Linked DNA regions of Mus musculus: all the other regions are linked to region 1. The links are chromatin contacts, called in public HiCAR-type, HiChIP or PLAC-seq and promoter capture Hi-C maps. All regions are on one chromosome and are shown on one strand. Each heading gives the region's core, a stretch centred on a gene start, on an enhancer-like site or on the middle of the called end of the contact. The rest is flanking DNA. Distances are from core to core; before and after follow the strand shown. Region 1 holds the start of Klhl11 (kelch-like 11). Region 2 holds the start of Msl1 (male specific lethal 1). Region 3 overlaps Wipf2 (WAS/WASL interacting protein family, member 2). Region 4 holds the start of Wipf2 (WAS/WASL interacting protein family, member 2). Region 5 holds the start of Hrob (homologous recombination factor with OB-fold). Region 6 holds the start of Lrrc3c (leucine rich repeat containing 3C). Region 7 holds the start of Nr1d1 (nuclear receptor subfamily 1, group D, member 1).

What was found. Promoter capture Hi-C pulls out the DNA fragments that hold promoters and counts their contacts. HiCAR-type assays count read pairs that join an accessible place to other places. HiChIP or PLAC-seq counts read pairs in DNA pulled down with a chosen protein or histone mark.
Region 2: a contact with region 1 is called in a FOXA1 HiChIP or PLAC-seq map of pancreatic cancer cells. The contact joins the promoter of Msl1 here to the promoter of Klhl11 in region 1. A contact is called at or near these places in 6 of 39 promoter capture datasets (the 3T3-L1 cell line, 3T3-L1-derived adipocytes, HPC-7-derived erythroid cells and 2 more) and 4 of 115 datasets of contacts at active chromatin or transcription factors (embryonic forebrain, embryonic hindbrain, embryonic stem cells and 1 more).
Region 3: a contact with region 1 is called in a promoter capture Hi-C map of cranial neural crest. The contact joins the enhancer-like site here to the promoter of Klhl11 in region 1. A contact is called at or near these places in 3 of 39 promoter capture datasets (the 3T3-L1 cell line, cranial neural crest and hippocampal neurons).
Region 4: a HiCAR-type map of astrocytes shows a contact between it and region 1, with 6 times the contacts expected there. The contact joins the promoter of Wipf2 here to the promoter of Klhl11 in region 1. A contact is called at or near these places in 4 of 39 promoter capture datasets (the 3T3-L1 cell line, cranial neural crest, frontonasal cranial neural crest and 1 more) and 2 of 115 datasets of contacts at active chromatin or transcription factors (astrocytes and embryonic forebrain).
Region 5: an HNF4G HiChIP or PLAC-seq map of pancreatic cancer cells shows a contact between it and region 1. The contact joins the promoter of Hrob here to the promoter of Klhl11 in region 1. A contact is called at or near these places in 1 of 39 promoter capture datasets (liver) and 1 of 115 datasets of contacts at active chromatin or transcription factors (pancreatic cancer cells).
Region 6: a contact with region 1 is called in a promoter capture Hi-C map of embryonic stem cells, with 5 times the contacts expected there. The contact joins the promoter of Lrrc3c here to the promoter of Klhl11 in region 1. A contact is called at or near these places in 2 of 39 promoter capture datasets (embryonic stem cells and hippocampal neurons).
Region 7: a contact with region 1 is called in a HiCAR-type map of astrocytes, with 3 times the contacts expected there. The contact joins the promoter of Nr1d1 here to the promoter of Klhl11 in region 1. A contact is called at or near these places in 1 of 39 promoter capture datasets (hippocampal neurons) and 2 of 115 datasets of contacts at active chromatin or transcription factors (astrocytes and embryonic stem cells).

What each region holds. Positions count from the first base shown.
Region 1 is chr11:100,471,192-100,474,070 of GRCm38.p6, reverse strand. Klhl11 (kelch-like 11) reads left to right here and starts at 1,289. Exons shown (of 2, transcript NM_172565.2): 1 at 1,289-1,890. The coding sequence starts at 1,343.
Region 2 is chr11:98,794,136-98,797,352 of GRCm38.p6, reverse strand. Msl1 (male specific lethal 1) reads right to left here and starts at 1,837. Exons shown (of 9, transcript NM_028722.3): 1 at 749-1,837. The coding sequence starts at 1,522.
Region 3 is chr11:98,890,240-98,893,402 of GRCm38.p6, reverse strand. Wipf2 (WAS/WASL interacting protein family, member 2) reads right to left here. Exons shown (of 8, transcript NM_197940.2): 3 at 2,571-2,703; 4 at 1,791-1,907; 5 at 684-1,340. Among named protein-coding and RNA genes, the nearest start is that of Cdc6, 16 kb to the left of the region's middle. Within about 2 kb of position 1,427, at least 29 of the 459 cell types and tissues checked have an H3K27ac peak or open chromatin away from gene starts, as enhancers often do.
Region 4 is chr11:98,862,197-98,865,224 of GRCm38.p6, reverse strand. Wipf2 (WAS/WASL interacting protein family, member 2) reads right to left here and starts at 1,627. Exons shown (of 8, transcript NM_197940.2): 1 at 1,323-1,627.
Region 5 is chr11:102,247,077-102,250,291 of GRCm38.p6, reverse strand. It overlaps Hrob (homologous recombination factor with OB-fold), which reads right to left and starts at 1,410. Exons shown (of 10, transcript NM_153544.3): 1 at 1,200-1,410. The coding sequence starts at 1,202.
Region 6 is chr11:98,596,769-98,599,894 of GRCm38.p6, reverse strand. Lrrc3c (leucine rich repeat containing 3C) reads right to left here and starts at 1,604. Exons shown (of 2, transcript NM_001195544.1): 1 at 1,525-1,604; 2 at 309-1,130. The coding sequence starts at 1,076. The coding sequence ends at 309.
Region 7 is chr11:98,773,769-98,776,893 of GRCm38.p6, reverse strand. It overlaps Nr1d1 (nuclear receptor subfamily 1, group D, member 1), which reads left to right and starts at 1,517. Exons shown (of 8, transcript NM_145434.4): 1 at 1,517-2,176. The coding sequence starts at 2,146. It overlaps Gm31862 (a long non-coding RNA gene), which reads right to left and starts at 1,483. Exons shown (of 4, transcript XR_880204.3): 1 at 1,080-1,483; 2 at 1-255.

The DNA of each region.
Region 1 (2,879 bases), core at 40-2,539:
ACTCCACACGAATACCCTACCATAAAAATAAATAAATGTAATTTTTAGGGCTATTTACTTATTGGTGCTGGGGTGACTAAACTGCCCTGGTTTCTTTTTTTTTGTTTTTGTTTTTCGAGACAGGGTTTCTCTGTGTAGCCCTGGCTGTCCTGGAACTCACTCTGTAGACCAGGCTGGCCTCGAACTCAGAAATCTGCCTGCCTCTGCCTCCCGAGTGCTGGGATTAAAGAAGTGCGCCACCACGCCAGGCTTGCCCTGGTTTCTTACATAGCTCATGTTAAATTGGGTGTGCTCGCCGGGCAATGGTGGCGCATGCCTTTAATCCCAGCACTTGGGAGGCAGAGGCAGGTGGATTTCTGAGTTCGAGGCCAGCCTGGTCTACAAAGTGAGTTCCAGGACAGCCATAGCTACACAGAGAAACCCTGTCTCAAAAAACAAAACAAAAAACAAACAAACAAAACAAAACAAAATTGGGTGTGCTCAGGAACATTTTAGTAATCCCAAAATCCAGGAGAAGAATCAGGAGTTCAAAGTCATCCTTAACTACACAGCAAGTGTGTGGCCACCTTGGGCTACATGAGAGACACCTGCAAAAATAAATAACTTTAACGAAGTTATTTTTCTTTATACTGCCCCCCTCCTGGATTGGAAAGATAGTTTAGCAGTTAGGAGTACTCTCTCAGAGAATCAGTTTGATTGTTGGCTCCCAACACCCTTATCAGGGGGGTTTTAACCGCCTTTAACTCCAGCTACTGGGAATCTAACACCTACCTGTCCTCTGTAGGACCTGTGCACAGACACTTTGATAAGAATAAAATTTAAAAATTACTTTCTCTCCAAAGTCAATCGTTTTGTGTTTTAAGACGGGGTTTCTCTGTGTATTCCTGGCTGTCCTTTCTGAGACTAGGTCCTCGAACTCAGGGAGATCAGCCTGCCTCTGCCTCCCAAGTGCTGGGATTGGCACAGGCCAGCAGAGGCAGGGGTAAGGTGGATCTCTGTGAGTTCCAGGCTATCATGGTCTACAAAGTTAAAAAACAAACAAACAAACAAAAAATGTGTGTGCGTGTGATGGCGAGGATACACTCCAAAGCAACATAAAGTAGAAGAAAATTCAACAAAACAAGCACAGGGGGCCACCATAATGGAGGGGCGAGAAAAGGTAGACCTGAGTTTTTTTCTGGCTCCGAGAACTGCGCTTGCCTCGCTAGAGGGCGTAAGCACGGCAGAAGTGCGCAGGCGCGGCTCCGCCCCGCGCGCACTATTTAATCCCAGAATGCCTCTGTGTCGCATCAGACTTGCCGCACCGTTCGGAAGCTGAGGGGGCCGGTACGGCGGCGTCAAGATGGCGGCGGCTGTGGCGGCGGCAGCTGCCGCTGCGGCCGCGGCTGCATCTTTTCAAGTGCTGGAGATGGAGAGCATGGAGACTGCCGTCGCCGGTTCCGCGAGCCTGGCCGCTGAGGTCCGAGGCAGTGGCACGGTAGACTTCGTGACCGGGGCCGGCATCTCTACCCTCGTCGACACGGGCGGGAGCGATCCGGGCCCAGAGGCCGAGGACTTCGAGTGCAGCACTCACTGCTCCGAGTTGTCCTGGCGGCAGAACGAGCAGCGGCGTCAAGGCCTGTTCTGCGACATCACCCTGTGCTTCGGCGGGGCCGGAGGTCGCGAGTTCCGTGCCCACCGCTCGGTGCTGGCCGCTGCCACCGAGTACTTCACGCCCTTACTCTCGGGTCAGTTTTCGGAATCGCGCTCGGGCCGGGTGGAGATGCGCAAGTGGAGCTCAGAGCCCGGACCCGAACCTGACACGGTGGAAGCCGTTATCGAGTACATGTACACCGGCCGCATCCGAGTGAGCACCGGCAGCGTGCACGAGGTGCTGGAGCTGGCCGACAGGTGAGACGACCGTGGGCGAGCGAGGGCTGGGTTGGGGGGTGGGGGGCAGTGTCTGTGGTGCCAGCTCCCTCATTATGCCCGCGACGGGACAGCCACCGCGCCTGGCACTGAGGATGCCCCCTGAGAGTCTAGCTTGTGCGCATTGCACCCCTGAGCGCAGATTTCAGGTGGTAGGGACAAAGGCGATGAAAAACGGTGGGTCGTGTTCGACTCCTGTGATGATGACATTTAAAAAACGGTGAAGGGCTAGCTACGGATCGGAGGAAATGTCATTTAAACCAGCTTCGCAGTGGCAAGAGAAATTGGCCGTACAAAAGGGAATGGGTGCACATTACAGGCTTCCCAAAGGCCTCAGTCAGGGTCCAGGCTGGCTTAGAGAAGAAAGGACGTTAAAAAGAAAATCCAGCGATTCCGGATATGCTGGGTTTAAAGACCAGAGGGTGTGTGTGAGGAATGTTTGGATTTTATTGAGTGTGATGGATGGGAAACTGGGTAGAGAGATTATCTGATTTTAATATTTAAATACGAAATATTTAAATATTTCAAAAGTGAAAAGTGGATTGTGGAAAATGGATTGTGGGGAGCCAGAAAGGACGCCACAGAGGTTGGTTCGGAGGCAGGTGGAGATGCTGGTACTGTTACAAATCCTTTAACACATACCTCTGGAGCGCTAGACACTGACCTCGTTACAGTGCTGGGGGAGGGGGTATATCCAGCAGTGATCAAAACACATGAAAATCCTTTTCCTTATCAAACTCTCTGATGTTTAACAGCGAATATATAGCATGTTGAATAATTATTACAGCTGTGAGGCAGACTGAGGTGTGGGACTGTGCGTCATAGGCCCTAATGGAGAGGAGGTTTTGTTTTTTTATTTCTTTGTTTTGAGACAGGTTCGCACTATGTAATGCTGGTTGTCCTGGAACTCAATCTATAGACCAGGCTGAGAGGAACTATTTTTAAATTGGGCACATAAAGAATGTTCAGAA
Region 2 (3,217 bases), core at 588-3,087, 1.7 Mb after region 1:
CATGCTTTCCAGGAGTACAAAGAAATAACCAACAACTTTTCTAATACCTCAAGATTCAAAAACAGGTCTGGGAGGTGGAAGGGTTTACAGAATACATCGAATAAGCTTATGTCTCAAAATCTGCCAGCTTAGTCAAGGGACGTGGTCAGCGGGTAGTGTTTTATAACTCAGATTTTCTACTAGAAACTCTCTGAAATCAAAGGCAGTGATTCTCATTTAGGAGAGCTAAAACAGGATTCCACGTACACCATCTTTACCCTCTACCGACCAAAAGACCTATGACAACCCTCCTGTCTAAAGATGCAACAGCGGTGGTTACGGCAACAGCTGTTATAGCCTCCTCTCCAATGCACAGCTAAGGCAACAGCGCTTGAATACAACCCCTGCCATACAGCCACATCTGCACCCCACCCTATCATTTTTAACCCCTCGTAAATCAGGTCTTTCCCACTCTAAACGTCTTTCCCACAAGTGTGGGGCTGTCGTTTTAAATTAACCCTTTGGCAACCGAAGCCTCCCATAACACCCCCCACCACACACACACAGGTTGCCCTTTAACCCTTCCTTCCGACCCAACGTGTCAGTGATGCCAGGCTCCTAACGACCCAACATCTAAGGCACTCTTTAGCTGGTGGCCAACTTCCTCTAACCCTAACCGAGCGGGGACCTCTGCCTCCTACAGCCCCCTTCCCCCGAGCATGCGCAGAGCTCGCTCTCCATCCCTAATGCAGATTAACCCCTCCCGTACCGTATCTCTCTCGGACTTCAGCTCCTCTATCTCCTTCTCCTTGGCCTGCAACTGCTGCTGCTGCTGTTCGATGAGGTCCAATTGCAGCAGAAGGATCTGTTTGAGGCAGGCGGCCTGACTGGAGGCTCCCGAGCCGCCGCCACCCCCGAGAGGGCTCTTCCTTATACTCTTCCATCTGCCCTCACTGGCCGCCAGGGTCCCAGCAGTGGCGGTGGGCGCGAGGGGTGGTGGCCCGGGCAGAGGTAGTGGTGGGGGTCCCGCCGGGTCCGAGGCGGTGGCAGCTGGGGGAGCCGCCCCACCCTTGTCCCCAGCCCAGGGCGTAGGCTCTTTGGCCGCCGCCACCACGATAGAGCCCGTCTGAATGGGCAGCACCGCCTGATACTTGGGCCGGGGGCTGCAGCCAGCGCCGGCTGCGACTGGCTCCCCGCCGATGCCGGCTTGTTTAGTAGCTGGGGGCGGACAGGGCAAGGGCACCGAACCGCCCCAGCTCTCTTCCTGCTGCCCGGGGGCCGCCCCGGCTGGGAGTAACAAGCCCCGGCCCTTGCCGCCGCCGCAGCCGGCTGGAGAGGGCGAGGGGCTCCCGCCCTGGGAAGAGGCCAGCGGGGGCCCCGGCTCCTTGAGCTTACGATGCCGGGGGAGGAAATGGGCTTCGGCCGCCCCGGACTCGTCCTCGGGCCCGCCCAGCGCCGCAGCCCGCTCGTAGTCCAGTCGCTGCTCGGGGTTGCCGCCGGCAGGGGCCGCGGCCGCCTTGAACACTGCGGATCTCATGGTCATAGTGGTCCGGAGCAGCGCGGGGGACCGAGACGGAGGAGGGGGTGGGGAAGGGGCGAGGTGCGGGGGGTCGAGGACGGAGGAGGGGGAGGGGAGTTTGGCGGGCTCGGCTCAGCAGAGCAGCCGCAGGCCTCCGCTAACGCGGCTTCTCCGAGGCCCGGGCGCCATCCCGCCGGCGAGCGGAGAAGTGGAGGCCGCAGCTGAGGCCCGCCGCCGACCCATGGTGGCCTCGCCGCCGCCTCTGCTGCCGCCACCGTCGCCTTCGCCGCAGAGGCAGGAGCTCGCACCCAGCCGCCCCCGAGCTCATCCCCGGAGCTCGCTTCGGCCCCCCCTGCCCGGCCGGGCCCGCCTCGTCTCCCCACCCCGCACCCCCCCTTCCCCGCCCCGGCCCCCCGCCCCGGAGCTCGCCTCAGCCGCCCCGAGCCTCCATTTCCCCCCCCTTGCTCCTCCTCGGGAGGGGGTGGGAGGGACGGGTCCGCCCAGAGCCCTCCTACTCCGGGAGGGGGGGTCTGCCGCCTCCCCCGGGGGTTCTCCGCGCCGCCGGGTCCCCCTCCCCCACAGTCACCCCCGACTCCTCGGCGTTTCCCTTTAAAAAAAACGGAGCCGCCGCAGCCGCCGCCACCGCCGACCGGAGCGCGCATGCGCCGAGAGGGCAGCGGGCGGGAGCGAACCGGGAGCGGAGAGGAGGGAGGCGGGTAGCGCTATTGTGAAAGGGGCCGCGGCTACCGCTGCCGCCGCGAGGGGGAGGGGACCGAGGCGCGGGGGCCCACGAGGGGAGGTCGGGGACGAGGGCGAGGACGCAGGAGCGGGCGAAGGTGGGCTGCCGAGGCAGGGGCGGGCTGGGGAGGGAAGAAGGGCGAGGGCGGCCGCTGGTGGTTGGGGAATGCGGAGGATCCCCGGCAAAACCAAGTGCGAGAGAATGGGGTTGGGGAGGAAGGAAGGAGGTAGATGCTCCCGCCCCTCGCGGACGCCTACCGACCGCTCTGCTGAGCCGGCCTTCGTCGGATAGCCCTTCCCTGGCGACCTGGCTACGCGCCTGGCCCACACCGGAGCCCCGCGCGCCTTCGGGACCGGCCCCGACCCAGGCTCCCTTGGAGCCTGCGGCTGTTTCATGGAGTAGAAGTCAAGCTTCCACCCTCTAGGCTCCCTGGCGGTCCCACATGGGTTGGGGAAAGAAGTGAAGTTCTTTGTCTCTAAGGGATCCAGCACAGAAATGGAGGGACCTCTGGTTCCCAGAAGCAGCAAAATCCATGATGTCTGCTGCCCAGGGAGTTGTAAGCACAACCTTGGGGTGAAGTACTGCCAACTACCGACAGTTGTTTCCCAAGCAGCCATGTCTCCAGCCTTCTTAAGCTGTAGCTACTCCTAGCATCTTCTGGAAAAAGATTCAAGAAATCTATGGAGAGATGTATGCCGGTGTTAGGACTAAGTGTTCTTTAGGGCCTTCTATTGGAGCACTTCCCAATTCTCCAGGTTCATAGTGTCTGTGTGCCTTAATTTTCCAAGCAACTTTAGCCACTAAGTCCTCATAGTTCCCTATGGAAAAAACATGTACATAGTTGTAAATTAATTGGTTGCTTATCTGTCTGAAGTGCACTTCTAAAATTTTTTTATAGGAGATAGGTATAGTGGTCTACACCTTTAACCCCAGCCCTTGTGAGGCAAAGACAGGAGAATGTGTGAGTTCGGGGCCATCTT
Region 3 (3,163 bases), core at 178-2,677, 1.6 Mb after region 1:
TTTCCAAGACAGGGTTTCTCTGTATAGTCCTAGCTGTTCTGGAACTCACTCTGTAGACCAGGCTGGCCTTGAACTCAGAAATCCGCCTGCCTCTGCCTCCCAAGTGCTGGGATTAAAGGCGTGCGCCACCACCGCCCAGCACATTTTTGTTTTTTTACTATTTTAATTAAAATTTACTTAGAACTAGGTGTGCACACCTTTAATCCCAGCGTTCTAGAGGCAGAGGCTGGTGAATCTCCGAGTTCCAGGCCAGCCAACGATACAGAGACCTTGTTTCAAAACCAGAACAATCCATTGGCTTTGGGACTGGTCTTCACAAAGCCCCACACCCTGTTCTGGGGAGACCCAGCGCTCCACTTTGACTCCTGCTGTCCTTGCCCTCACTGTACAGTGACATCCCTGCTGTCCCAGTGTTACCAGTAATTCTACTTCAGCTTTTCACACTGGCACCACACAGGCTAAGCCTTTTCTCTCTCTAACCTCTCCCCCAATTCAAAATATAGCATTAGTTATATGTATTTACTAGGCTGTCCACAATGAGTTCTTTTTTTTTCTTTTCCTTAACACTTACCAACATATAAAAAGGCACCCAATAAGACCCAATACTTGAATTCTTATTCTCCCTAATCACTGCAGGGAGATTCTGAGAGCAAGCAAAAAGATAAAGGCTTCCAAGCACTTACCTGCTCCCCTGCTAGGAGGCTCTCGGGCTGGGGGAGGTGGCCTGTTACTCAACAAGGAGGGGGTGGCTGAGGTGGGTGGAGGAGGTGCAAGGCCTCTGACGGGCCCTGGCGTTTTCCTATGCAAAGAATTGTGTCTCTGTGGCAGCTCAGGGGCTGACTCATTGGTGGGGCTTGAGGGTCCATTGGGGACCCCAGGAGGCTGGCGGTAAGGCGGTGGGGGAGGAGCCAGAGACTGGCCACTGGGTCCTGTTCTGATGTTCACAGGGGAAGGAGGTGGCTTTACAGGGGGTGGAGCAGGATGTCCTTCTCGTCCAGGGTGCAGCCTCTGTCCAGGTGTTGGAGGCAATGGTTTCTCCCTGTTGTAGGCTTGGGCTTTGTTGCTGTGCAGAGGCAGAGGGGTGGGGGGCGCGTTGGCACGCCGCCCTGGAGGTGGTGGGGGAGGTGCAGAGGAGCTGTGCTTCATGCCTGTGCCACTGGCGGTGTTGGGCCTAGAGAGGTCCGGTAAGGAGGGTCTCTGCATCCGGGGCAGTTCTGGGAGGGAGGCTCGGTTGCTGTCTGTATCATCGTGAGGACGCCCACTGGCTGCAGACCCCGGAGGCCTTGGAGCAGCAGCTCGAGAGCTGGGGACTTGCAGGGCCGGCTTACCAGCTGGAGCCTCTACAAACACACCACCAACACTGTGTTAAGAGTTAAAGCCTATCTGTCAGGTCCCTAGCTGATCCAGGCTCCTCAGTGCAGCCTGCACAACAGCCAACAGAGGCCCAGCACGGTTCTTGGGTCTGTTTGCTTTCCTGTGGCCCTGGGATCTACCAGAGCCCTACGCACGCACACGAGGCGCTCCTCCACGTACTGAGCTACATCTCTAGCCTTAGTGCTGAGTTCTACTCAGGTTTCAACAGATTCGGGACCTAGGAGGACCACAGTCATGCACCACAGCAGCAACTCCCATTTTAAACATTTTTATTGCCCCCAGCATTGCTTTACTCTACTGTGGAAAGAACTACTCTCATCTCTTCTTCCTCCTACCCGCCACCCCAGGCCAGATACACTTGGAACAAGTCAAGAAACTTATACTTGGGAGATCTCCTGCGAGATCATTTCTGATACCTGAAGCATCCTTGGCTCCCACAGGTCGGAGCTTCGGCACTCCTCCTTGAAAGAGACCTCCTTTGGGCTGCAGAGCAGCAGCTCCGGGGCCGTAGCCACCACTGCTCCCTCTGGGCTCTGGAAGGCATAGGGAAGGGTTTCATGTTGCGCACTCTGAGCCGCTGACCATCCCTCTATGGAGGCTTTCATTCACAAGCATACCAGCTTACTTTGCCCCTCTATCAAGAAGCAGTCAAGTAGCAGCACCGCCCAGCACTGCCAAACACACAGACAAACCCAAGAACACACAGGCCTTGCAGCGGCACACCTCCACGAGAGGATTAAAACAAACAAGCAAACTGAAAGGACAAAGAGACAGAGGAGAGGAAAACAACTCAATTAAAGATATGCTCAGCGGAGCTCCCTGGGCTCTTTCCTGAACAGCTAGCGGCTCAGGGGGAGGAAGTGTGAGCAAACTCTCCAGAGCCTACAAGAATGGACATGTACAGCAATCAGAAAACCACCCTTGGTTTCAGCCAAAGAGCATCCAGGAATGCGGTGGTCTCCTGAGGAACAGCCAAGGATGTGCCCTGACAGACACTAGTGTAGCAGGGGAGGGCTTTTAACTCTAAGAGGAGTTAGGAAGACCTTCCGTGGTATTCAACTCTGCAGCCAGAAGGAAAGTCCGGATATCCAAGACACCATTTTCCCACTGGAGAGACTACAATAAACTTGGTAGTCCAGAGAAGTCTCCCAAGACTGGATCCCGACTCTACCCTAGGAAAAAAAGCTCAGACTCACTCTCGATGACAGGAGCACTCCGATCATTAACGTTGGTCACCTTCTTTAGTTTGGTCCCTTTGCAAATGTCTTGTAAGAGGGCGCCTCGATTCCGCTGCTCATCTCTACTGAGTTTGGGCTGTTCTGTGTTTGCCTGGAGAAAGAGGAAATGTTAGGTTTACCCTAAGAGCTCCTTTAATCGCAAGCTTGGAATAAGTGACTTAAGCCAGGGGTTCCCTGAGACGCCGATGTAGCACACTCAGACATCTGTGTCAAGTAGCAGTATCAATGTAAGCCACAAATCTTCTCAGCTCCCCGTTTCCCTCTATGCACGAGGCAGACCTCCCTCCACCTCACCAGCTTCTGAGAGGAGGGCAAGACGAACCATGAATGGGCATGTTAACAGAGCACCCTCACCAGCGCAAGGTTTTTCTGAGCACCCTCTAAGCCTCAAATACTGTGCTAAGTACTACTTAGATGACCTCACTAAAAACCTGAAACACCCCTACAGAAAGGCATGACTGTCACTGTCCATAGCTCAAAGTGTGGATCAGAAACGTAATAGTTTCCGATGGTCACACAATTAGCAACTGGTAAAAAGAATCCACACTGCA
Region 4 (3,028 bases), core at 378-2,877, 1.6 Mb after region 1:
TCCTTTTTTTTTTTTTTTTTTTTTTAATTAAGATACTAGGATCAGCAGTTAAGAGCACTGTCAGCTCTTCTGAAGGTCCTGAGTTCAATTCCCAGCAACCACATGGTGGCTCACAACCAACTGTAATGAAGTCTGATGCCCTCTTCTGGTGTGTCCGAAGACATCAACAATGTATTCATACAATAAAATAAATAAATCTTTTAAAAAATATATTAAGATAGCTGGGTGGTAGTGGCACACACCTTTAATCCCAGCACTCAGGAGGCAGAGGCAAGTAGATCTCTGCGAGTTCAAGACCAGCCTAGTCTACATAGTGAGCACTAGAACAGCCAGGGCTGTTTCAGAGAGAAACCCTGTCTTGAAAGAAACAAAACAACAAACAAACAAATATAGTTTACGGGGCTGGGCAGTCATAGTGGCCCACGCCTCCCTCTGAGGTAGAGGCCAGCGGATCACTGTGAGTTCCGGGCCAATCTGGTCTACAGACTCTGAGTTCCAGGACAGTGAGGGTTACACAGACAAAGTGTCTCAAAAAAAAAAAAGAAAGAAAGAAAGAAAAGAAAAGAAAGAGAAAGAGAAAAAGAAAGAAGAATTTCAGGGATCAGATGTAGCAGGTGGATCAGGATTTAAAGGCCAGCAGAAGCGGGGACAGAGGTAGATTCCAGTGCACACCAGCTTCCTCCAGCTCCTCGTTTCAATATTATCCTTCCAGAATATGCCTTCCTAATCAGTAACTCGACCGCACACACAGCCTACGTCTAGCGAGCGCCTTCAGATTTTCATCTTCCCTCAATTTCACGCCGCTCCAACAGGGATCCTTCAACTGCAGGTGCTTCCAAGAGCATCTCAGAACATCACTCCGACTCCCTCTCATCCCACACTCTCAACATCTCCCCCAGTGTAAACACGTTCGCTCTCAATCCTCCTCCTCACCCCGATCAATCCCGAAACGTCACACCGATCCTCCTAAACTCGAGAGCATCCTGCCAATAATTACCTTTCCCCAACAGGTCCTCCCTTCCCCATCTCCCCCTCCGCGCACGGCTCCCCTCCTACCTCACCCAGAGTTGCCAGTCTTACTCACCTCACCCAACCCTTCAGGATCTCTAATTTCCTGTCTCTCAAAAAACCTCCCTCCTGCCCATTTGCTCAGTCGGTCCCCGCCGCCCTCCACTCGGATGGCCCACGCCCCCTCTCCAGGGTCTCCAGGCCCCGCCCCCAGGACCCCCTCTCCGCATCAGGCCCCTCCTCCGGTGTCCCTCCCCCCCCCCACCACAGTCCCCCCTTCCCGGCTCTCCCTCCCACTCAGGTCCGCAGGTCACCTCAGCGGCGGGCTCAGCCGCCCCGGCGTCTTTCCCACTCGGCGGGGGGCTGCTCCGGGAGCGAATCCTCCGTCACCTCAGTCCTGGTTTAGTCCTGCTCGTTCGCCCCGCGGCAAGCTCTCTCGCTCTCTCTCGCTCTCTCTCTCTCTCTCTCTCTCTCTCTCTCTCTCTCTCTCTCTCTCTCTCTCTCTCTCTCTCTCTCGCCGCCGCCCCTTTTACCAACCCGGAAATGGATCCGCTCCCACCGTCCCCAGCGTCCGCGAACAAAATGGAGGCGGGGGAAAAGGAGGAGGGAGCCGAGGGCCGAGGGCCGCGGGACGCATGCGCTCAGGGAAGCCTGCCCTCTACCGGCGCACGTGGGGGCGGAGCGCCACCATCTTGAGAAGGTCGCGAGTCCGCAGTTGGAAGTCCCGTTTGCATCTTGGGACTGCAACTGGGGCCGCCTGCGAGGCTTTCAGTAACGAGTGATGCCAGGATTCGGTCCATGAGATGCTTATTTAATTGGTTGGATGCGGCCTGAGCGTCTCGACCTTTAAAATTGCGCAGGTAGAGAACCAGTGAGCTAACTGATGTATCTCAAGTATGTTTTCTTTCGTGTTTATTTTTTTGCGCGCACACACACACACCATAAGCCCTAATATGGTCTAGAGTACCCTTGAAGAGGCCCAACAGACAAGCTCTGGTTGTCATAGCAACAGAGAGGCGAGCTTCTTCTAGCAGGTCATTGGTTAGGTCGTTGTAACCACTTAACTAGTGATCCCCAGCTCGGTAGGCTGAGGCATGGTGTTGTGAACTCCTCTATAGGTGCTTGGATGAGAGAGGGGAGTCCTTGTCGCTTGCTGGTTTCCATTGCTTAACTCTGTTGCCGATGACTAAGGATCTCATCTTCATACACAAAGCTCGCCACCACACCAAGCAACCCCATTGCTACCCTATGTCTCACTGCTTCTCCATCCAGTCAACCCAGTGACCAGGGCTGAACCTCAAGTAAAAGGCCAATATCAGCTAGCACTTAATCCCCACTCACTAACTGTGTGTTCGTGGGTCTCAGCTACCTCATAGTGTTTGTCCTTTCTCACAGTGCTTGAAGGCTCATCAGGTAATGAATGAATGGGAAAGCATGTGATAAGCCATAGCCTGTTATTATTTTTGTTTTCCCTCTGTTCTGCCCCACCCACTAGTGCTAAATGTCACATTGAACATTTGCTTTGGGCCATTCATTGAGCTCTGTACCTGGGGATGGTTCCAGATGTGACTCAAGCAGACAGCTTCTGCCCTCCGGGAGCTCACCATGCTGGTGTATGGTGCTCATGCGGGCTGGCATGTAAACAGACAGCTGACGTCCAAGTCAGTGTGCGATTAGAGTTGTGACATGTGCCGGGATGTCACAGGAGTGATGAATTCCTGCTGAAGAATGAGAAGAGATTTGTAAATGGTTTGAACTAGCCCCTGCAAGATGAGTAGAATTTTGCTGGGCTCTGTAGCTCAGAGGAGGCAGAGGCAGGCAGATCTCTTAGCTGGGGGCCACCCTGGTCTACAGAGCAAGTTCCAGGACAGCCAGGACTGCACAGAGAAATTCTGCCTCAGAACACCAAAACAAACAAAACAAGAAGAAGAAGGGGGCTGGAGAGATGGCTCAGTGGTTAAGAACACGGATTGCTCTTCCAGAGGTCCTGAGTTCAATCCCCAGCAACCACATGGTGGCT
Region 5 (3,215 bases), core at 161-2,660, 1.8 Mb before region 1:
AAAAAAAAAAACCAAAAAAAAAATATATATATATACACATATATACATATAATGCACACACACAGTTTATCTGAACTACTCCTAGAAAGGGGAGATAGTAAAAGAGAGGCGACTGCTAAGGGAGACAAAGGCAGGGTCAGCATAAGGGTCTCAAGTAGCCCAAGTTGGCCTCAAGTCATTATTATGTTGATAAAGGTAATTTTCAAATCTTATATAAAAAAAATGATTGATTTAGTGGGGGTGGGGTACACTACTGCATGGGTGTGAAGGTGAAAAGAACTTGAGGGAGTCGGCTTCTTCCACCCTATGGGTCCTAGGGATGTAACTGAGGCATCAGAGACAACCACCTTTTACCTGCTCAGCCACTTCCCCAGCCCCTGACCTTGAACTCCTGACCCTTTCCTTTCCCAAAGGATGGGATTACTTGCCTACACCACCTCTGGAAACAGGCCTGAGTATTCTGCAACAGAATCTCAAAGGTTGGTCCAACACAAGAAAGGACCCTGCCTGAAACCCTTGTTTCTGAGGATCAAGCCAGTGATTTCTTTCTACAGAGGACCAAAGCCAAAGGCAAAGTTGCCAAGAGTGTGGACTGCCCCAGTCTACGGTTCTTCTTCCTGGACAGCAGACTCAGACGAGTGTCACACCCACAGCCTGGGTTTTTGGTGGGGGATTGAGGGCGTGTGGCATGGTAGCTGCTGCCTTTAATTCCCAGAACGCCTAAGGCAGAACTTTGAGTTCGAGGCCAGCCTAATCTACATACTGAGTTACAGGATAGCCAGGGGCAGAAAGCCTGTTTCAAGGACCCACCCTCCTCCCAAAAAAATAAAAACAGAGGAGGAGGCGGAGGAGGAGAGGAAGGGAAGGAGGGAGAGGAGAGTTGAATGTTAGTCACCCCAAGATCACGAGGTTGGGGGCAAAGATTCCAAAAGCCAGTGACGTTTGGGCTCGCAGGGATTGATGACTATTTTTCTGTCTGTCTGTAGGTCTGTATGTCCGGGGGAGGTACCTTTCACAAGGTCTCCTGCGCGTTGCGCGCCCTTCCTACCTAGCCCCCAGGTCTGCAGACTACACTCAGTCTCTACCAGGCAGATCCCGTCCTAGCAGACTAGCGAGCCCGGAGCCCAACCCGGAGTCCGGCTTCCCCGGGGCTGGAACGCCTCCTCCCCAGAGCCCGGGCGGCTTAGACGCGGCATTACCATAACGACAGGCCGTGGGCTCGGGCCGGCGGGTCGGCCCGGCCGTGTCAGACTCAAGGGTTCACCTCCAACTCGACCCAGACGTAGAGTAGGGAACTATGTCCGGTCGCATTCCCAGAGCAAGGTCCAAGAGAAGCGTCTTTAAGACCGCAGCGGAAACTGAGAGAGGGGCGCCTAAGAACGTGCACCCAGAGCGGCTTTCAAAGCCGCCGCCAAAACAATAGCTCCGCCCCCTTAAAGGGAAGGCACCAATTTTTATCCTGCCGACACAAAGTCCTTCTTCCTCGGGCCTTCCGCCGCAGCCTTAAAGGGAAAATCAAAGGTCTCTCGGTCGCCCCCAAGCGGTCCCTCTAGTCCAGCCGGCTGCCACGTTCTGGTTGAAAGGGAGCTTGGAGAAATCTTATACACTTTATTCTCCCTTCTTTTTTTTTTTTTTTTTTTTTTTTTTTTGTTGAGCACACTGGTGATTTGAGAGTGACTTCATCCTCACCAGAACGCAGCCGATCGTGTAGCCCAGGCTGCCCTCTAACTCACTTTGTAGCCGAAAATAACCTTAACTCCATATTGTTCTTCCTCTACCTCCCAAACGCTGGGGTGGCTGGTTTTATGTGGTGCTAGGGATGGAACCGGGGAGGGCGGCGGGGGGGGGGGGGGGGTTCACACTTTGTAGGCCAAGCTGATTGGTAGAGACAGGAAAAGGTAGAGAGCCTCATGCGCCATCATCCTCTGGTGAATGAGGAGGGATTGAACGATTTTGGGCCTTGCACGTGCTAAGCAAATGTTCAACACTAAGCTAATAATACGCCCAGCCCTAAAGAGTTTCTACGACAGAAAAATGTGTGCCTTCTTTGCATGTTAGAAAAATAGGCCTGAAAGCTGGGAGTGCATTCCAATGGTCAACATTGTACTAAGCGTCTTCAAGACTCTGGTCCCAGCTACCATACATACATACACTGCAGAAAAAACGAACAAACAAAAACATAAACAAAATTACTTTGGAGGCCATGCAGGGACTGGAAGGTAAGGCCTGGCTCAAGCATATAAGGCAAGTAAGACTGAATGAAGAGATCCGGGAAAGACAGGGTGTGTCTTTTCCTCAGAGCACAGTAGCCGTCTGAGCCATAGAAATATGACTAAATTGGTGGATTCTTCCTCAGAACAAGGCACATGTGTACAAACACATGATGCTTTGCACATAATTATAGGGGGGTTGTCTTCCTGAAGCCTCTAGTCAAGAACTCAGTCCCAGACAGGTGGTGGTGGCCCACGCCTTTAATCCCAGCACAGAAGGAGGCGGATTTCTGAGTTCAAGGCCAGCCTGGTCTACAGAGTTAGTTCCAGGAGAGCCAGGGGTACACAGAGAAACCCTGTCAAAAAAAAAAAAAAAAAAACCAAAAAAAAAACAAAAAACAAAACAAAAAAAAAACCCTCAGTCCCCTGGAATTCTAGGAAGCAAAATGGTATAGCAGTTAAACTGTAGATGCTGAAGTCTCGATAGCTGGGTCATAGGCTCTCAACTCTACCTCCTCTTTGCTATGTGAGCATGTGAGCTTGGTCAGGGTCATACCTGGAATCACATAGTACTCCAGGACTCTTGGCTGTTATCATTCCAGGTTAAACAAAATTAACAGTGCTGGGACCCTCCCCCTATACTGAGCTTGTCATCCTGCTCTGTCTGAGTCCTCTGATCTGCTTCCAGCCTACATCCCAGAACCCAGGTTTTCCATTTCTGAACTTATTCCTAGTCGGTCTGAGTTTCCACTGCTCTCAAACCCAGTCATTAAAGAGTTTAGCATACTTCTTGCTTCTCCCTCTCCACCCTCCCTTCCTCGAAAAGGTCTCATCGCTAAGGGTGGCCTAGAACATTCCCTTCTGACACATCCTCCTGGGATTACATGTGTGCGCCTCTGTGCTCAGCTAATGCCCTTTTCTTTTTACGTTTTTTTCCCTTTTTTAAAAAAAAATTATTTTTGTTGATTTTATGTCTGAGTGCTCAGCTGCATGTACACCTGCATG
Region 6 (3,126 bases), core at 355-2,854, 1.9 Mb after region 1:
CCCAAGAAATCCAGGCCCCCAAATCCAGGCACCAAAGTGCTCCAAAGAACAACCAAGAGAGAGAGAGAGAGAGAGAGAGAGAGAGAGAGAGAGAGAGCAAGCTGCTTCTTCATAACTGTACTTTTGATACTGTTATGAATCGTAATGTAAGTCTCTGATAGGCAGGAGATCTGATATGTGACCCCTGTGAAAGGGTCATTCCACGCCCCTACCCCATCCCCGGCTTGAGAACAGCTGGGATAGAGGGCAGATGGGGCAGAGGAGGTGGTAGAGCAGTAGGTGAAAGGCTGGGGCATAGGGCCAAGAGCTCAGAGCACTGTGCTGAGTGTAGAGGAGTCCTCTGAGCGCACAGGCTGCGCGGGAGGAGCCCGCTTGACCGGGCGCCGCGTCTCATCTCGGTTCTGCCACACATAGCGGATCAGATAAGCCACTACCAGTGTCAGCCAGCCCCCCATGGTGACTAACAGGGCCACATCCGTGCTCCTTCGGGTCCCACCTCGTCCTGTCCCACACAGCTCTTCCTCCCTGGTGAGCAGAAGGAACTCGTGTCCCACGAGATCTGGTCGGGCTTCTGGACCACACACAATGCCTGTCCCGGAGCCTGGAGCCAACCTGACGTGCCTGAGCACTTCCTGTAGGGCACAGTCGCAGCGCCATGGGTTGGCAGACAGGTTCACTTGGATCTGCAGCCCCACGAAGGCTGCCACAGGCACAGATGCTAGCTGGTTGGCAGAGAGGTCGAGGTGGCGCAGAGTGCCCTCCAGGCCCTGGAAAGCAGCCCCTGAGAGATGAACAAGAGCGTTATGAGACAGGTCTAGTTCTTCCAGGGCAGGCAGGTGCTGGAAGGCACCAGCTGGCACTGATGCCAACTGGTTGGCGTCCAGGTAAAGCTTTCGGGTGTCGTTGGGGATACCGTTGGGCACGGCACTCAGACCAGCCCGGCTGCAGCGGAATGTCTGTTCCCCGGCTTCTTCTGCTACGTAGCAGCCCTGGGGCAGTGCCAGGGGGCGGGGCACAGAGCCCCCGGTGCCAATCACCAGCAGGAGGGGCAGGAGGCGAGGAGCTAGTAGGGGCATGGTCGCAGATAAACATAATCCTGGAGTGGAGGAGAAGCTGGGGAATAGACGAACCTACGACAGAAGAGCAAAGTTAGAATTCTACGTCCCACTGAAACTCGCTCCTGCTAGAGTCCCTCAGTGGACCCTCTCTGGACCCAAGCCTGTCCTTTCAGGGCTCTCTTAGCCCAAGGTCCATTGGTCTGTCCGACCGTCCCTCTGTCTGTCTCTGTCTCTGTCTCTGTCTCTGTCTCTGTCTCTGTCTCTGTCTCTCTCTCTTCAACAGGACCCCGGGGGAAGGAATCCCTTAGACTTGGAACGTTTGGGTTCTATTGATTCTAGATTAATCTGTGAGGTCCTTCTGTCCCTTTGCCCTGCTGAAATGGGCCCAAGGGGCCTGTCCAAGCTATTTCTTCTGCTTGAATCTTCATTTCCTTCGTTGAAATAAACATTTTTGTCCTCTAAGTACCTGTATGACTGCCAAGGGAGGCCAGGTAAACACCAGGGAGGCGGCCTGGCTGGCACTCGTGTCACAAGAGTGACATATTAGCGATAGATCCCAGGTTGTTCAGAATATACAAGTAGGTAGCGGGTGCCTCTGGCGCCGCCTTCTGTGCACATCAACTCCCCCTTTTCTGAAAGCATCTACCCCATCCTGCTTCAGCTCCTGGATTAGCTCACCTTCCCACCTCTCTCCCTTCTCCTTCCTGCCTCTCACCCTGGTTGGTGGCAGAGTCCTCTCCTGTGCTCCTGCCTTTTTTCCGGAAGTAGTCCCCCTGCCAGTGGGCTCTGGAGACCCGTTTCTTCCTTCAGAAGTCCTGTTTGCTTCAGCAGCTGAAAGCTGTGACCTGGGGCCCAAGAGTGTAGAGTTTCCTGGCATATGACTCTAGGCCCCAGGTGTCAGATACCTGAGCCATGGCCTGGCCAGGCAATGCCAAGAGAGAGCAGATCCCAGACCCTGATGTTCGGGAGACAGGTCTGGATTCCATTTCCTGCCCCAGGCTTTCCTCTCATAACTTAGCAGTTGCTATCTCCTATCAGCTGCGAGAATGGCCTCCCAGAACCTCCTTTTCTTGCCCAGAGCCTGGCTGGCCAAAAGGATGGTGGTTTGGTTGCCCTGGGTGCAGAATCCTACGATTCCCTCTCAGCAACTTGCAGCACAAGCCCCCTCCCGCTATTTTTTTTTTTTTTTTTTTTTTTTTTTTTTTTTTTTTTGTTCTCTGTAGGTCCCTGGTACCGACCCGGTCTTTTCCTCATCTTCAGAGGATGCCCCTGAATCTTCACAGGGCCAACCCTTCTGACCACCAGGAGGCGCTGTGGTTTAGTCTCAGTTTGCTGTTGTAGATGGTCGCTCTAGGAGTTGAAAGCTCTTTAAGTCTGATGTGGTGAATTGTTTTCCTGCCAACTTTTCAGTACTGAACTAGAGGCCAACCCAGATGTTCTTGGGCTCCCAGGATGGCAATTTGAATCCTTCTTCAAGCCTGAGACTGCGATGACTTATTCAAGGACCCTTCATCCTAACGATTGTTTGCAGGGGTCCCACCATTCTTCTACATCCCTTCTCCTGATGTCCTGGGGGTGGCCGGAAGGAAGGATTTGAACTCCGGAGAGTGTTTTGTGTCTATGTCTGAGCCCTTGTGAGTGAACAGTGGCAGAATGGAGGGGCTCCGTGCAGAATGGACGTGAGCGAGCTTGTGGCAGTGAAGTCCAAAAGCTATTGTTTTCATTACATTTTCCAGAACTGTCTGACTTGACTTTATGGTTGCAACACCAACACAGGTTTTCCTGCTCCACTCACCTGCTGTGTTTTGCAGCGACAGGGGTGACCCGAAGTCATGGGTATGGATGTAGATCAGTTGTTCTCAGCCTATGGGGTCACACCAGCCTGGGGTGGGGGCGGGTCAATCGACCCTTTCACACGGGTCACCTAAGACCACTGGAGAACAGATATTTACATTGCTATTTATAACGTAACAGTAGCAAAATTACAGCCATGAAGTAGCAATGAAATTAATTTTATGGTTGGGGAGGTCATCACAACATGAGGAACTATATTAAACAGTCGTAACAT
Region 7 (3,125 bases), core at 268-2,767, 1.7 Mb after region 1:
GCCCGTTAGGCACGAGGGAACAGGGCTAAAGTCTAACCTTCAGATGATCAGTGGTTAACCCGGTCAAGATCATTGACCTTAACATTCAGCTTTCTTTCTCCTTGGTACCCCTAATTCCAGCTTTGAGGGTCTCATGTTGTTTAAGTCTCAAATCACTGAGCTCAAAGTGGTCCTCCTGGCTCAGTTTCCCCGTATGCTTTTCTCTGACTCCAAGGTAGCTTGCTTCCCAGGATTCCCAGAACTCTCTGGAGCTTCCTAAGTGCAAGTAGAGAAAGACTTAAGGTTAAAAAAAAAAAAAAAAAAGCACCCCCCCTCCATCCCCAAGTGTAGAGATTACAGAGGACTTGGAGATAGGAGCAGGGTGGCTGGGGCTTACTCGACTGCTTGAAGATACGTGTCCATCTCTCTTTACAACCCAAGCCCCAGAGAACAGACCCCTTCCCCCAGGCCTCTGTGTTTCTCACTCCTGAGATGACTGCTGCTCTGAGAGAGATGCTAAGTGCTTCATGTGCTCATTTATCCGCCATCTCAGGGACGGGACGGTCACAAGAAATAAGCAGTGAATGCCTGACCTTGAGCCAGTCCCTGAGATGGCGGTCCCTTTTCTTCTTCAGTAAGAGGAGGGAAGATCCTCACTCCCTCCTCGCTTAGTAGGAGCTTGCTTTGCAGCTCAAGTCAGCTTCAAATTCACGACAGTCCTCCTACCTCAGCCTCTCAAGGACGGTGATTGCAGGCACGAGCCACTACACCCTGCCAATTCGGGGAGTTGAGGGGTGGGAGTTAAATGATCCTCATGTTCTCCCTAAACTGTGGGCTTCTTCTGCTATCATGAAGCCCTGCAGAGAGCAGACCCCCCTCTCTCTATGAGGACCTCAGAGCACTTTCCCTTTGTTCTCCTTTTTATTTCCCAGACAAAGGGAAATGACTCACCCCAAAGTCACTTGAGTGGGCAGTGTGGTGTCATATAAGCAAACAGGGAGTCCCTAGGGATATCCCCGTGCTATGCCAGTCCTACCCGTGGGGGCTGGGGTTAGGGTGAAGAAGAGAAAGGGGTTTTATTTACACTGCTTGTCGCCCACCTTGTCACCATAGCAAAAGATGCTTAAGTTCTTGATTTAAGGGAAATCTCTCCTCCCAGCTTGTCTTTCTCCCCCTAGTCACCACTAACCTCAGGGTGAGGTCAGTTCTCCAATCACGTGAAGCTCTCACGTTTGCTAGGTTTGCAGAAAGGGCCTTTTAGCTTTGATCTTCCACGGAGCAGTAAAGCTTGCCAGGCCCTCCCCAGGAATTCACATGCCCTTGCCATACAAGGCTTTCCAAACACGCCACCCTGACTCTTCAGAAAACCCCACCCCAGTCCACTTTCAGCTCCTCCCCGCTGCCAGCAAGCACTTTTGCAAAGCAGAAAAGGAATAGGCACACTCCACCTACATTGTCAGTAGACTACAAATCCCAACAATCCTGGCGGTGCGCAGGCGCACAGATCTCAACGTGCCGGCTGCTGGAAAAGTGTGTCACTGGGGCACGAGGCGCTCCCTGGAATCACATGGTACCTGCTCCAGTGCCGCGTGCGGCCCGGGAACCCTGGGCTGCTGGCGCCTGCGCAGAGCCCTCTGTCCCAGGGAAAGGCTCGGGCAAAAGGCGGTTGAGATTGGCAGAGTGAAATATTACTGCTGAGGAAACGTAGCAGGGCACACGTCTCTCTTTGCGTCCTGGTGCCTCATTTCTCCATCACCTACTTACTTCCTGGTTGCAGCTTCTCTTCCTTTGGGACTTTTGCACCCGGAGCTCCAGATTCATTACCCTGCTTCACTGCGGAGCCTTCAGGAGTGGCATCCGGTGCACTGCAGAGACCCGACTCTCCTTGCTACCTTATAGCCAGAACTGCTGCAGGCTGATTCTTCACACACACACTCTCTGCTCTTCCCATGCAAATCAGATCTCAGGTGCCTCAGCGTCCTACCCTTCTGGAGGGCTGCAGTATAGCCACCCCAAGACCTTACTGCTCAGTGCCTGGAATCCTGATTGCGAACTGCGGGGCTCACTCGTCTCCCTCAGCCATTGCCCAGGGGGCGAGAGAGGCCATCACAACCTCCAGTTTGTGTCAAGGTCCAGTTTGAATGACCGCTTTCAGCTGGTGAAGACATGACGACCCTGGACTCCAATAACAACACAGGTACTGAGATTCTTATCTTTGCTCTGTCACTGTCTCCATTTCCATCCAAGGCTTATGAGAGGAACTTTGTAAGGGATTGGGGATTCCCTCTGGCTGGTGTTTGTTACTGTGCTAAGATGAAAGCCACTAGGTAAGATTTCTAAAGAGGGTTATTACGGCTGGGAATGTGCCTAAAACGCATCACTAGCACCCCCTGAGTTCCCCTCAGTCCGAGAACGGATGAAATGGAGGGTGGATACCAGTGGCGAGTGGAAGAGTTTAGGGAGACTCAGCATTTTGAAGCAGTCTCTGGACACGTCCCCATTTGCCCACTCCTTGCAGCTATAGTATGCCTGTCTCTTTTCCCTTTTCTACAGTTCTAGCCTACTTCCAGGTAGTCTTGGGAAGTGGGGCGATCCGGGCTGGTGGGTTTGCGTGACTGGGTCAGAGTTCACAGGGGAATCCTCAGCGGCAGTGGGGAGCTTCATTTGAGGAGTCGGGTGCTTGGGACTCATCTCCAGGCAGGGCACCCACAGCGACTTAGCCTGGGGAGGGCTCACATGGCTGCAGAGCCGGGCCCACGTGCTGCATTTGTTTTCATTCAGTAGAAGCCGTGGCCGCCATCTCATTGGTCATTGCCTCCCGGCCTCGTTACATAATGAGCTCCGCCCCTCAAGTTGCCGGAGCAACGCTTGTCGCCTTCTCTCCTCCCCTCAGTTGTCCCGGCCCAGCTTGGTTTTAGGGCCAGCCTACGACCCAGGACGCCCGGGAGGGGCGGGGCGAGGGCGGGGTTTTCCTTGCGACAGAAGGGAAGCGGAGAAGGCGGTGCTTCGAGTTCCGGGGTTCCTCGTTGGGGTGCCACGTGCGAGGGGCACACGTGGAGTGGGGACGTGAGGCCAGCTGAGGGCCAGGCTCCCGCCCCGCCCTTCTCCGCCTAGATCTGGGTGAAGCTGGGCTGACTCACCGCCCC